Regions from separate parts of the Rattus norvegicus genome. Here region 1 is linked to region 2. A link is a contact called in public Hi-C data. All regions are on one chromosome and are shown on one strand. The core of a region is the stretch at or near the end of the contact, and the rest is flanking DNA. Distances in the headings are between cores, read along the strand shown.

Region 1 (5,403 bases), core at 2,026-4,525, 420 kb after region 2:
AATACATTCTCCTTTCTTTTGTCTGCTGACCTCAGACCTCTATCTCCTACAGCTAGTTCACTGAAGACCAATAACAAAACCAACAAAGTTCTGGGTCCTGTGAATCTTAAGACGTAGCCGTTAACATCCTCAACATTTCTTTAGCTGAACACCATAGCATAATTCCAACACTCGGGAAGCAGAAAGAGAAGGAGAACAGGCAAAGGCCACCCTCAGGAACTTAAAAGGACCCTGTCTTTAAAAACCAAAAAGAAGGGGCTGGAGAGATGGTATGGTAGAGAAAGCATTTGCCCAGCCTGCAGGAGGACCAGAGTTTGGGTTCCTGGACTCACATAACTGCTGGAGGGAGTACATATTGACCGGCCTCTTACCCCAGGTTCAGAAAGTAGAGACGAGGACCGTGTGTCCGCAACTTGTGAGTTGGATTAGGAGACCCTGGCTCAAAGGATAAGGTGAAAGAGCACTGTGTAAGCGTCTCCATGTTGATCTGTGATCTCTACACACACATGCATGCATGTCTGTGTATACCCGAACATACATATGCACACATGCCACATACACGTACACATGAAAAAGGAGACATTTTAAAAAAAAATTTTAAAGATAGGAGCCCTTTGGGTCTGAAAGGATGGCTGGGCAGTTAACAGCGACAGCTGCTCTTTCAGAGGACCCAGGTTCAATTCCCAGCACCTTTATGGCCTCTTACAACCATCTGTAACTCCAGTTCCAGGGATTCTAACATCCTTTCTGACCTCCACACATACAGCATGATACACAGACATACAGGCAAAATTATGCATATAAATAAAATAAAAATAATTGTTTTTGAGACAGAGTTTCTCAGTATAACTGCCCTGACTGCCCTGAAACTGGCTTGGTAGACCAGGCTGGCCTCCAACTCACAGAGATCCACCTGCCTCTGCCTCCTGAGTGGTAGGATTAAAGGTGTGTGCTACCACGCCCAACAAAAATAATTTTCTTTAAAGAGACTACCGAGAATGACTCTTTTGAGCGCTGCACTGCCACACCGTTTTCCCTGAGTAGCCAAGACCCACAGAAGAAGTTGCTTTAAACTAGGGCAGTGGGTTCCTGGATAGTGTTGGAAATACTAGGAGCCTTTGAAAGTATAAAAAGAAGCCACTGCAAGGACTGGTCTGGGTCCTGCATCTCCTTAGCTGGCAATGGGCTGGTGAAGTTTATTGAGAATCCATCTCTAACCCAAGGTCCTTAATCTAAAGACTCTACTGTGAAAACTCCAACCTCAGCTGACTTCAGACTGCCAGTTGCACACTATTGGTTCACAAAAACTGTAACTCACATGTAGTTCCAAATGACCCAGTTCTAATACACTGCAGCCCTGAGTGCTTTGCACCCCAGACACAGTAGAGCTCAGAGCAGGACACCCAGGTACCAGAGCGAACCGTGCTCCCTGGTAAGGCTGCGCAGTCCAACTGGGGGAGGCTAGAAGACGGAAGCGAGGAGAAGGCCCACTAAAGGAAGGGCTCTAAGAACACACACAGAAATATTAGAGTAGGCTCGAGCTCTAGAAGCTGCAGAGGTGGGACCTGCGGGGAAGTCTTAGAAGAGAAAGAGCTCTGTGCACAAGCGTGAGGATCTGAGATTGGACTCCCAGCACCCACATAAAAAGCTGTGTTTGACTGTGTTGACCTGGAACACCAGCGCCGAGGAGGTGGAGATGGGGACACTAGAGCTCAGTAGCCATCCAGCCTCTCGGGATTGGTGAGCTCCAGGTTGGATGGGAGAGGTGAGGTGTCTCGAAAACTCTTCTTCCCGATTTTACACGCAGGGACCGGTCAGCAGTAGAGGCTCCTTGTGCTTCGAAGAGAGGGCCAATCTGCCGTTGGAACAGTGTGAAGCGAAGTTCCAGGGCACCGACTGTGTACCTCCCCAAGTGCTCTGTGACCACACAGTATAACTGCACTGTCCTTTCCTCCTTGTAGCTGGTTAGGCACGTCCATTTTTCCCTGTGCAGTTTATATATAAAATGGTTTCTATGAACACAAGGTATATGATCATTCAGTAGAAAAGCAATTGAGAAAGATATTTACCAACCTTGGCTTGCACACACCAGCCTACATACACATATGCACATGTATGTACATAAACTCCTATGCACACGTAAAATAAATTGGAAAATCCTCAAACTTGGGAGCAATCAAGATAAATAAGTAAGCTGTGGAGTAGAAACCACCCAGCTCCTTCTCCCCTGCCTCCTGAGGAGTCCCTGCCTTGGTCCATCTTTCCAGAGAAAGCCTTACGGAAGGTCTCAATGACCATGGTAGGGGAATGCTAGGGCAGTGAGGCAGGAATGGGTGGGCAGGTGGGGGAGCACCCTCATAGAGGCAGGGGGGAGGGGATAGGGGGTTGGTGAAGGAGAAACTTGGAAGGGGAATAATATTTGAAATGTAAAGAAATAAAACAACCAGTAAAAAATGGGGGGAAAAAAAGAATCAGTCATCCCCAGTCAGTCGTGAAAAGAAGTGTTTTGCCTTTGTACTGTTTAAGGATGGTGACGAACCTGTCCCCTGGCAGGTAGCAGTGCTGTCCCAGACTGAACCCCATGGAGACCACCTCAGAGCGAGACAGATCTAGCAGATACGGGGAAAGGAGCCGACAGGGATCTTGTCTGTAAAGCAAGGCAAATGGGGATCCAGAGCCCACATCCAGTCCCAGAACTAAACCTACAACAGCCACACACACCGGAAGTAAATGAGGGCAAGGCCCCTGAGCACCTGCTCCACCCGTCTTAGCTTTCAGGGCTGATCTGTGGGCTGTCCACCTCTAAGCTAGGACATCCATGGGTCAGGAGGAGCAGATTCTCAGTGAGTTTGAGCTTGAATCCCTCGTTTGCATGGAGGACCTGACACTTGTCTATGGGGCCCTGGTGCTCTTTGAGAATCTGAATCCCTTGTTTGCATGAAAGACTGGATAATTGCTGCCTCCCTGCCACCCTGCCCTGCCCTGCCCTGCCCTGCCCTTGGTCGTAGTCCCACACCATGCTCAAGCAGATGGTCCCCAAAAGCCTGTATTTGCCTGGCTCTAGCCTCAGTTCTACCGTTACCAGATTCCAGAAACCAATTTTAGTAACAAGGTGAGCAAGGATGGAATCCTGCCGCCCGCCTCTGACTTGCACAGCCCTTCCCTTGCTCCCCGCTTGCCCTTCCCTGCTCATTTGTTAAGAGGGTATCCAACAGTCTGTGGATCAGCCAGGGTCCCTTCCCTTGGGCAGTTTCGCCTTGACGGGCATTCTGGGAATAGAGCCAGGCAGTAATTCATCAAAGACTCCATTCTGAGCTGGCTCTCATACCCAACAACTGACATACAGAGGGAGCCCTGATGCCAGCTCGGCTGTCACTTCCTTTCTAGAACATGCTCACCTGGCCGAGACACTCCCACAACCCTTCTAACTGCCCCAACTCCCTTCTCGGGGAGACGGAAACCCCGGATTCTACTCCTTCCTGGGCCACACTCTTAGAAGCTGTGTTCCTCATCTGTGACACAAAGACATTTGGTCTTTAAAATAATAAAAATTCCATAAAATAACTTGGATATGATACAATGTATGACATATGATAAATATGTGGATGTTAGATTTTAGGAATATTATGAGCCTAGGGCTCAGAGAGGTCGGGAAATAAGTCCTGTATTATGTGGTAGGAGACAACTTAAGCGCACAAAAGTCGTTCCCCTGATGGTCCAGTTCCCTGCATGGTCCCTGAGTAAGGCTACAATTGGAGTCTCAGCTTTCCTCTGGGTTTGCTACAGCATTACGGTTGGCCCCCACAGCCCTTTGGCCCACCAGTGCCATGTTCAGACTCCCGTCAGGCTGGCTCCTGCTCTCAGCTGGGTGACTGACTATGTTCAATGTGGAACAGGAAACAAGGACCATCCGAAGCAAAGTCGCCGAGTGGGTTCCACATGCCCTCTCCCTCTGTCCCTAATTCCATATCCCAGACCTTTGGAACATAGCACACAGCACTATCTTAATGCTTTCCAGGCCACCCCAAAAGAAAACACATCAATCAAAGAAACCTGAGCACTATCCCCTCCCCATCTCCTCCAATAAAGCCAATCCTGGTACTATCCTTACACAAAATGGGGAAGAGAGCCCTCCCCCTATGTGTGGATTTCTTTCCCTCTTTATATACACAGCGCTCTCTCTCTCTCTTTCTCTCTCTATCTCTCTCTCTGTCTCTCTCTGTCTCTCTGTGTCTCTGTCTTTCTCTCTTTCTCTCTCTCTCTCTGTCTCTCTCTTCTCTCTGTCTCTCTTTGTCTCTCTGTCTCTCTCTGTGTGTCTCTGTCTCTCTCTGTGTCTCTGTGTCTCTGTCTCTCTCTGTCTCTGTCTCTCCCTCTCTCTCTCTCTCTCACACACACACACACACACACACACACACACACACACACACACACACCACTTTACTGTCTCAGGGTGAAATTCTCTCACTTGCCCTGAGTGTTGTCATTATTTTTTAGACTCAGCCTCACCTATTGTGTGGCATGAGTTCATCCATGCCCTGCCCTCACACATACACAAAGAAGGCAAAGACAAGAGGAAGAAACAGAAGAAGGTACAAATGACTATCATTCGCAAGGAGCTCTGTTATAATGACACCTTACACAACTCCCTGTAATTTTGAGAGCCATCCATTGAAATGGGCATTGTTATGCACATACTTACATATTAGATTCAAGGACTTTATAGATCCTTCTGGAAACCAGAAGAGTCAGACTGGGAATCCATGTCCATCTGATCCTGGAGGCAACAGCATGACCAGGGCCCTCCCCAAACAATCTCACAAGAACCTTTGTGGATGTTTGTAGAGCACTCATCGTCTTGAAGCCAAAGCCTCAGAAGTCTCTGGAGCCATGACCAACGTTTGCAGATGCAACCTGACACAGGACACTGGCCTTTGAAATGTGTCAGTCTTTCACTGCACCAATTAGCTATCAGAAACCAGTGAGTACAAACAATTGTCAATCCCATAGACCTAGAACAGGGTGAGGTTCCCCAACGGATCACACTGAACTTAGAGCTTTGATCCAGACACTGTAGGGAATCGTATATAGCCAGCTTTCTTGACGTCCCAGTGCTGGGAGTGATACCCTGTGGTACAGTTCTCTACAGCTTGAGGCCCATAAGGGACCTTGTTTCAATTCGTTGTGAATAAACTAAGTACAGAGAGGTAGACTTCCCCAGAAATTAGTCGTAGTTCAGAGAAATCAGAGAAATCTGTCTTCACCTGACAAAAGGGGTCAGTATAGCACAGGAACTTTCTGGTGACACTCGGGAGGAACAGATGTAAGGGCCTTGTTCATAAAGATATTATGATTCAGCTAATGAGACTTGGTGCAGTATTAGTCATATTGGTAGGAAACAATAAT
Region 2 (5,816 bases), core at 159-2,658:
TGGATGGATGGATAGATGGATGGATGGATGGATGGATGGATGGATGGATGGATGGATGGATGGATGGATGGATGGATGGATGGATGGATGGATGGATGGATGGATGGACAGGTAGATAGACAGACAGACAGACAGACAGACAGACAGACAAATAGATAGGATAGATGGGTGGGTGGGTGGATGGATGGATGGATGGATGGACAGAAGGATAGACAGATGGACAGATAGACATAATAGATGGATACATACACACATGCATACATACATACACATATACACATACATACATACATACATACATACATACATACATACCTATTTTTTCTTTGATTGTAATGAATAGGAATATCTCTACTAAAATCATTTGTTTGGGAGCTGGAACAGTGCTTAGCAGTTAAGACTGCACGCTGCTCCTGCAGACAACTGAATTCCATTTCCTGCACTCAAGTCAGGTTCTTGAGTCTCCATCTCCAGGAGATATGACAGCCTCCTCTGGCCCTCATGAGTGTCTTCACTAACATGTACATACCCACAGAGACACACAGACATGTGTAATATTTTCAAACAGAATAAGTCTTTTAAGTTGCCTTTTGAGCTGCAGTTTCCTAAGAGATGGTCCTGCTGTATAACCCAGGCTGGCCTCAAACTTGCAATCCACCCGCTTCAACCACTTTAGTGCTTGCGCTCGCCCAACAAGAGATTGGAAATATCTCTAGAAGGGTGTTTACTCTCCCATCAATTAGTTTTGTCTCCTTAAATCCAAAACGACTTTTGATGTGACAGTGCTCAGTGGGAGACAGTTCTCTCCAAAGTTATATATACCAGCGTATGTTTATATCCAACCAAGTAGTATATATTTGGTTTTTCTTTTCTACATAAAACATTGACAATGACTGGGGAGCTCTTGGCTTGAAGGGGGAGAAAATGAGGCCTGCACTGAGTCAGCAGTGGACTTCAGGTGACTGGTCCATCTCCTCCTGTGACTAAACCATCCTGGGGTGTATTTGACCTACTTGGAGACTTGATGATGCAGAGCAAATGAACCATCTAATGCCTAATTCCGTGTGTCCCAGCTCCCATGCAGCCTTTTAAAGCACCCCAATTGATCATGAGAGGGTCTTAACTCCTCCCCACCTCCATGACACTGTTGCCTTTCAGAAGTAAGAGAGGGTTCATAATTGGTTGGGAGTGCCTGCTGCAAAGGAACTCTGACTCTCTCCTGTCTGCATTAGGCAATCCAGGCACAAACCTCCACTGTCCTGGCAAGAAATTCTAACTCCCACCAGAATGGAGAGAAGCCAAAGAAAGTCAAAACTTTCTTCAAACAGAAGCTCATTAGGAAAACGCTATGGGAGGGAGAGGAATGGAGTGACTGCCCTGGCCAAAAGGGCAGTGACTCAGTGTGAAACAACTGCTCCTGCTAGAAGAGTTGGGTTAGAGCCCCAGGGACTTGGGTGGAGATGAAGAGAGCTGTACTTAGGAGAACACAGGGACACATGTACCGAAACACTACACTGTGCCCTATGAAGATAATGTGGTTATTATGTGCGATTATCAGGAATTAATTTAAAAATCGTTAAATGTTTAAGATGCGAACGTTAGCAACTCTGATCTGGCCATTCTGCCTTATATACAGAAACATGAACAATTAAAATAAGAACAAGTCTGTAATCTAAAATTCACATGTGAAAACGAAAGAGAAAAAAAAAATTCGTGGTCCAGCAAGCAAAAATAGAACTCCTTCCAACTTCCCCTTAGAAACTCTCGGTCTCTGAAAAGCATGGCAAAGAAAATGGCCAGTAGGTGGCAGCAGGAGATAACGGAACCAAAGGCATACGCCACTCTCACCGTTGTGGGTGGGATTTCATTTAGTCAGTAAGGAATGCTAGTGGAAGGAAGGTCATCCAGTTGGTTTGTGTATTTCCAGCCTCTTGAGCAGGGCCTGACACATGGTGGATATATTTGCTGATTGATTGAATGAATCAATGAACGGAGAACTAACTCATCTAAGCTAAAATACATCATCATTTGAAACGATGACGTTCTTTTTGTATCCTATCAGTAAATGGCCATTTTATTTAGTTTTTGGTCGAAAATGCTAGATTATTTATGTGTTCATACAAGTATATATTGTATGTGAGCATACCCCCATGCCTCCCATCCTCTTTTCCTAACCCTTCTTCCCTTTGTTAGTGCCCCTTGCTCCCTGTGCAGTTTCACTTACATATCATACACATGTGATTTTTATTTTTAAACAGTGTCTCACATTGTAGCCCTGGCTGTCCTGGAACTCACAATATAGACCAGGCTGGCCTTGAACTCACAGAGATCTGTCTCCCTCTGCCTCTCAAGTGTTGGGATTAAAGTTATGCACCACCACATCCAAATAAATGATGTTTTATCCATGGGGCTATACAAAATCTAGGAAGTACAAGTGAGAAGATGTGATATTTGTTTTTCTGGAATTGATCTAATTTACTCCGCGTAGTCATCTCTCCTTGCATCCATTTTGTTCTAAACAACATAACTTCATTCCTTTCCATGGTTGAAAAAAACAAAACAAAACAAAAACAAAAAAACTCCACTTTAGTGACGAGAAAGATAGCTCAGAAGTTAAGAACATTTGTCACTCGTCCAGAGACTCTAGGTTCCATTTCCAATACCCACTACAGCTCCAGGGACCCGATATTTTCATGTGGTCTTAGGTTAAAGGCACCCACACGCATATGTGCACACATCTGTGCAGGCACTAACAAGCAAATATATATTTCTTATATAAATTATATGCATAATTATTTATAAATATATATCCTATTTCTTTATCCATTCTTCTGTTGATGCATCCTAGATTGGTTCTGGAACTCAGCTACTGTGAGCAGTGCTTCAATAAGCATTTGTGGGCAGGTGATTCTGTGATGTATTGACATGGAGTTCTTCAGGTGAATATCAGGAGTGAGTGGTGTAGCTGGGTCATACCAAGTCTAATTTTAGTTTTTTGAGAAACTGCCGTACTGACTTCCACAGTGACAAGGCTAATTACAATTTCACCAGCAGTGTCTAGATGCATCCTTTACAGAGCTGAGATTAATAATACCAGAACCAAACACATACAACAAAAGAAAATCATAGACTAACCTCCCTAATGAACATAAATAGATTTTGTTTTAATAAAATACTTGCAAGCCAAATTGGAGCTGGCCTCAAGAAGATCATTCACCATGATCAAGTTGGCTTTAGTCCAAAACAGCAGAGGTTGATCTAGTATGCATTCCCACCAGCAGGGTGTGAGGGCTTTCTCTTCTCAACATCCTCGCCAGCACTTGTTGTTATTAATTTTCTTAAATGACTACCATTCTGATGGGAGTAAGATAAACTCTTAATTTAGCTTTGAACTTGATTTGTTTGTTTTGTTTTGTAGTACTACTGAGAACTGAATTTAGGGCCTTAGACACTGGGCAAGTGCTCTACCTCTGACCTATATCTCCAATCCTTAGAAAACAAAACACAAACAAACAAACAAAAAACTTATACTTTTACTTTGAGACAAGGTTTTCCACTTCCCAGTCTGTCCTTGAACTTATAATTCCCTGAAGGAGCATATCCTACAAACTGATTCCAGTGTAGATTAGTTAAAGCTTTTTTATATTAGAGACTTTCAGAAGTTTATTAGATTCGGACAACACTGACAACTACACCTATGCTAATTTAAAGAGAGAATTAGAGAATTGAATTGTTAATATCCTATCCTATGCATGGATAGACTGAAAGTGTCAAGAAGTGCAGTAAACTCAATTGACTATATGCCTCAGTGGGTTAAGGAGCTTGTCAACTTGACCACATGAATCTAATACCCAGGACATATATTGTGAAAAGAGTGCACCAAATCATGTAAGATGTTCTCTGACCACCACCCACCTATCACATGTCCTCACAGAGAGGGGGGGGAGGGGAGGGAAGGGAAGGGAAGGGAAGGGAAGGGAAGGGAAGAGAAGAGAAGAGAAGAGAAGAGAAGAGAAGAGAAGAGAAGAGAAGAGAAGAGAAGAGAAGAGAAGAGAAGAGAACTGAAAACGGACCATAGCTAGAGTAACAGTTGAAATACAGAGTTTCAAAGAAATCAGCATTCAGAAGGAAGACATTTTGCATTTGGAAATAAACAATTGATCTTTGAGTAACTGTAATCGTTTAAGCTGACTGAAATTTAAAACCAGTTTATTTCAGCCAGGAGTGGTGACCTTTAATCCCAGAATGCAAGAGGCAGAGGCAAGCCTGGTTTCAGGCCAGCTAAAGTGACTTCTCTCAAGCAAACAAGAACTAGCTCATTTGACTGGTTCTCCTGGAACATGCTCTAGTAAAATCGTATGTATTTGTTTGTTTGCTTATCATCCTTGCTTAGTAATAATTAAGGTGACAAAAAATGAAAAGACAAAATGAGCCAGTCTGTAGTGAGGCCTTTTATCGCACTGACGACTTTTTTTTTGTTTGTTTGTTTGAGATGATCAGAGTCCTCACGCCTTGCTTATACCAGCACACAGAATGCGACATACAAGCCTCTGTCTCACTTGTCAGGAGGAGAGGCGGTCAGCTCTTTCTAGACACCCCGACAAGGCCTCTGCTAATGAAATAACACCATTGGCAATGCTGAGCTGATGCAGGAGAGCTGACATGTGGAGGATATGGGTTCTTTGAGGGCAGCAGTGTTGTCTTACTTCCAGCACCACACCCAGTGTCTGACATATATTAAGGGCTCAATAAATATTTACCGAATGTGTAGAGACTATCAAGACGTATCTCAGTGAACAATGGTACTTGAATCAGAGCCACATTCTCAGCAGATCATGGGAGCTCATAAGAATGGAACCAGAATCAAAGAAATAAGCATTATCTAAAGCTGGTGACACCCTTCATTGTCATGCTTATCTGAGGAACTCCTGTTCTCACCCTGTTCAACTCTAGTACACTAACCATCTCACTTATAGTGACTACACTTAACTGTGTACTAAAGGACGGCAACCCTCTGTCTTTAAATATTCTGACAAATTTCAGATTTACCATTAGCCTCCCTCACTCTGGAGGACCACTATATCTTTAACATCAGTTTCTTTCTTAAGAAAATAACTATTTACTTTTTATGTATGTATATTATGCATGGCCACCTAGATGTACATATCACATGTGTTCAGGTGCCATGGGGGGCAGAAGAGGGCATGAGATCCCCTGGAACTGGAGTTACAGTTGTAACCCAGGAGCCATCAGATGTGGGAACAGAAGCCAGGTCCTCTGCAAGACCAGCGTGTACTCTTAAAGACTGAATCATCTCTCCAGGTCCCAAGAGGACAATTGTAATTTTTAAATGATTGTCCTGGGTCAATGAGGTGGCTTAGTCATAAAAAAGGTTTGCCATGCAAGCCTCACCATCTGAGTTCAATCCTGGGAATCCATGATGGACAGAAAAAGAATCCAGCTCCTGAAGTTACCCTCTGACCTCTACACATGTACCATAGTGCACATAGACCTGTGCACACACACTGAGTAACAGCAACACATGTGTGTGTATGTGTGTGTGTGTGTGTGTGTGTGTGTGTGTGTGTGTGTGTGTGTGTGTGTGTAGGTTGTTGTGAGTACAGTTGCCCCACAGGGGCCAGAGGAGTTGGATGCTCCTGAAGCTGGAGTCACAGATAGATGTGAACCATTTCATGTGGTTGCTGGGACTTGAACTCAGGACCTCCAGAAGAGCAGAACATGCTCTTAACCACTGAACTATCTCTCCATCCCCTAAATGTAATTTAAAAAATTACTATCCTGAATGTTGACAGTTC

What was found. Hi-C and Micro-C count contacts between places; a contact is called where the count stands out from the background.
Region 1: a Hi-C map of Schwann cells shows a contact between it and region 2, with 8 times the contacts expected there. The contact joins two enhancer-like sites. A contact is called at or near these places in 2 of 12 Hi-C or Micro-C datasets (the A7r5 cell line and Schwann cells).

Annotation. Positions count from the first base shown.
Region 1 is chr4:168,926,641-168,932,043 of GRCr8, forward strand. No RefSeq gene overlaps it. Among named protein-coding and RNA genes, the nearest start is that of Bcl2l14, 20 kb to the right of the region's middle. Within about 2 kb of position 3,276, at least 1 of the 93 cell types and tissues checked has an H3K27ac peak or open chromatin away from gene starts, as enhancers often do. A contact at or near this core is called in Schwann cells, where this site is marked.
Region 2 is chr4:168,504,208-168,510,023 of GRCr8, forward strand. No RefSeq gene overlaps it. Among named protein-coding and RNA genes, the nearest start is that of Etv6, 73 kb to the right of the region's middle. Within about 2 kb of position 1,409, at least 12 of the 93 cell types and tissues checked have an H3K27ac peak or open chromatin away from gene starts, as enhancers often do. A contact at or near this core is called in Schwann cells, where this site is marked.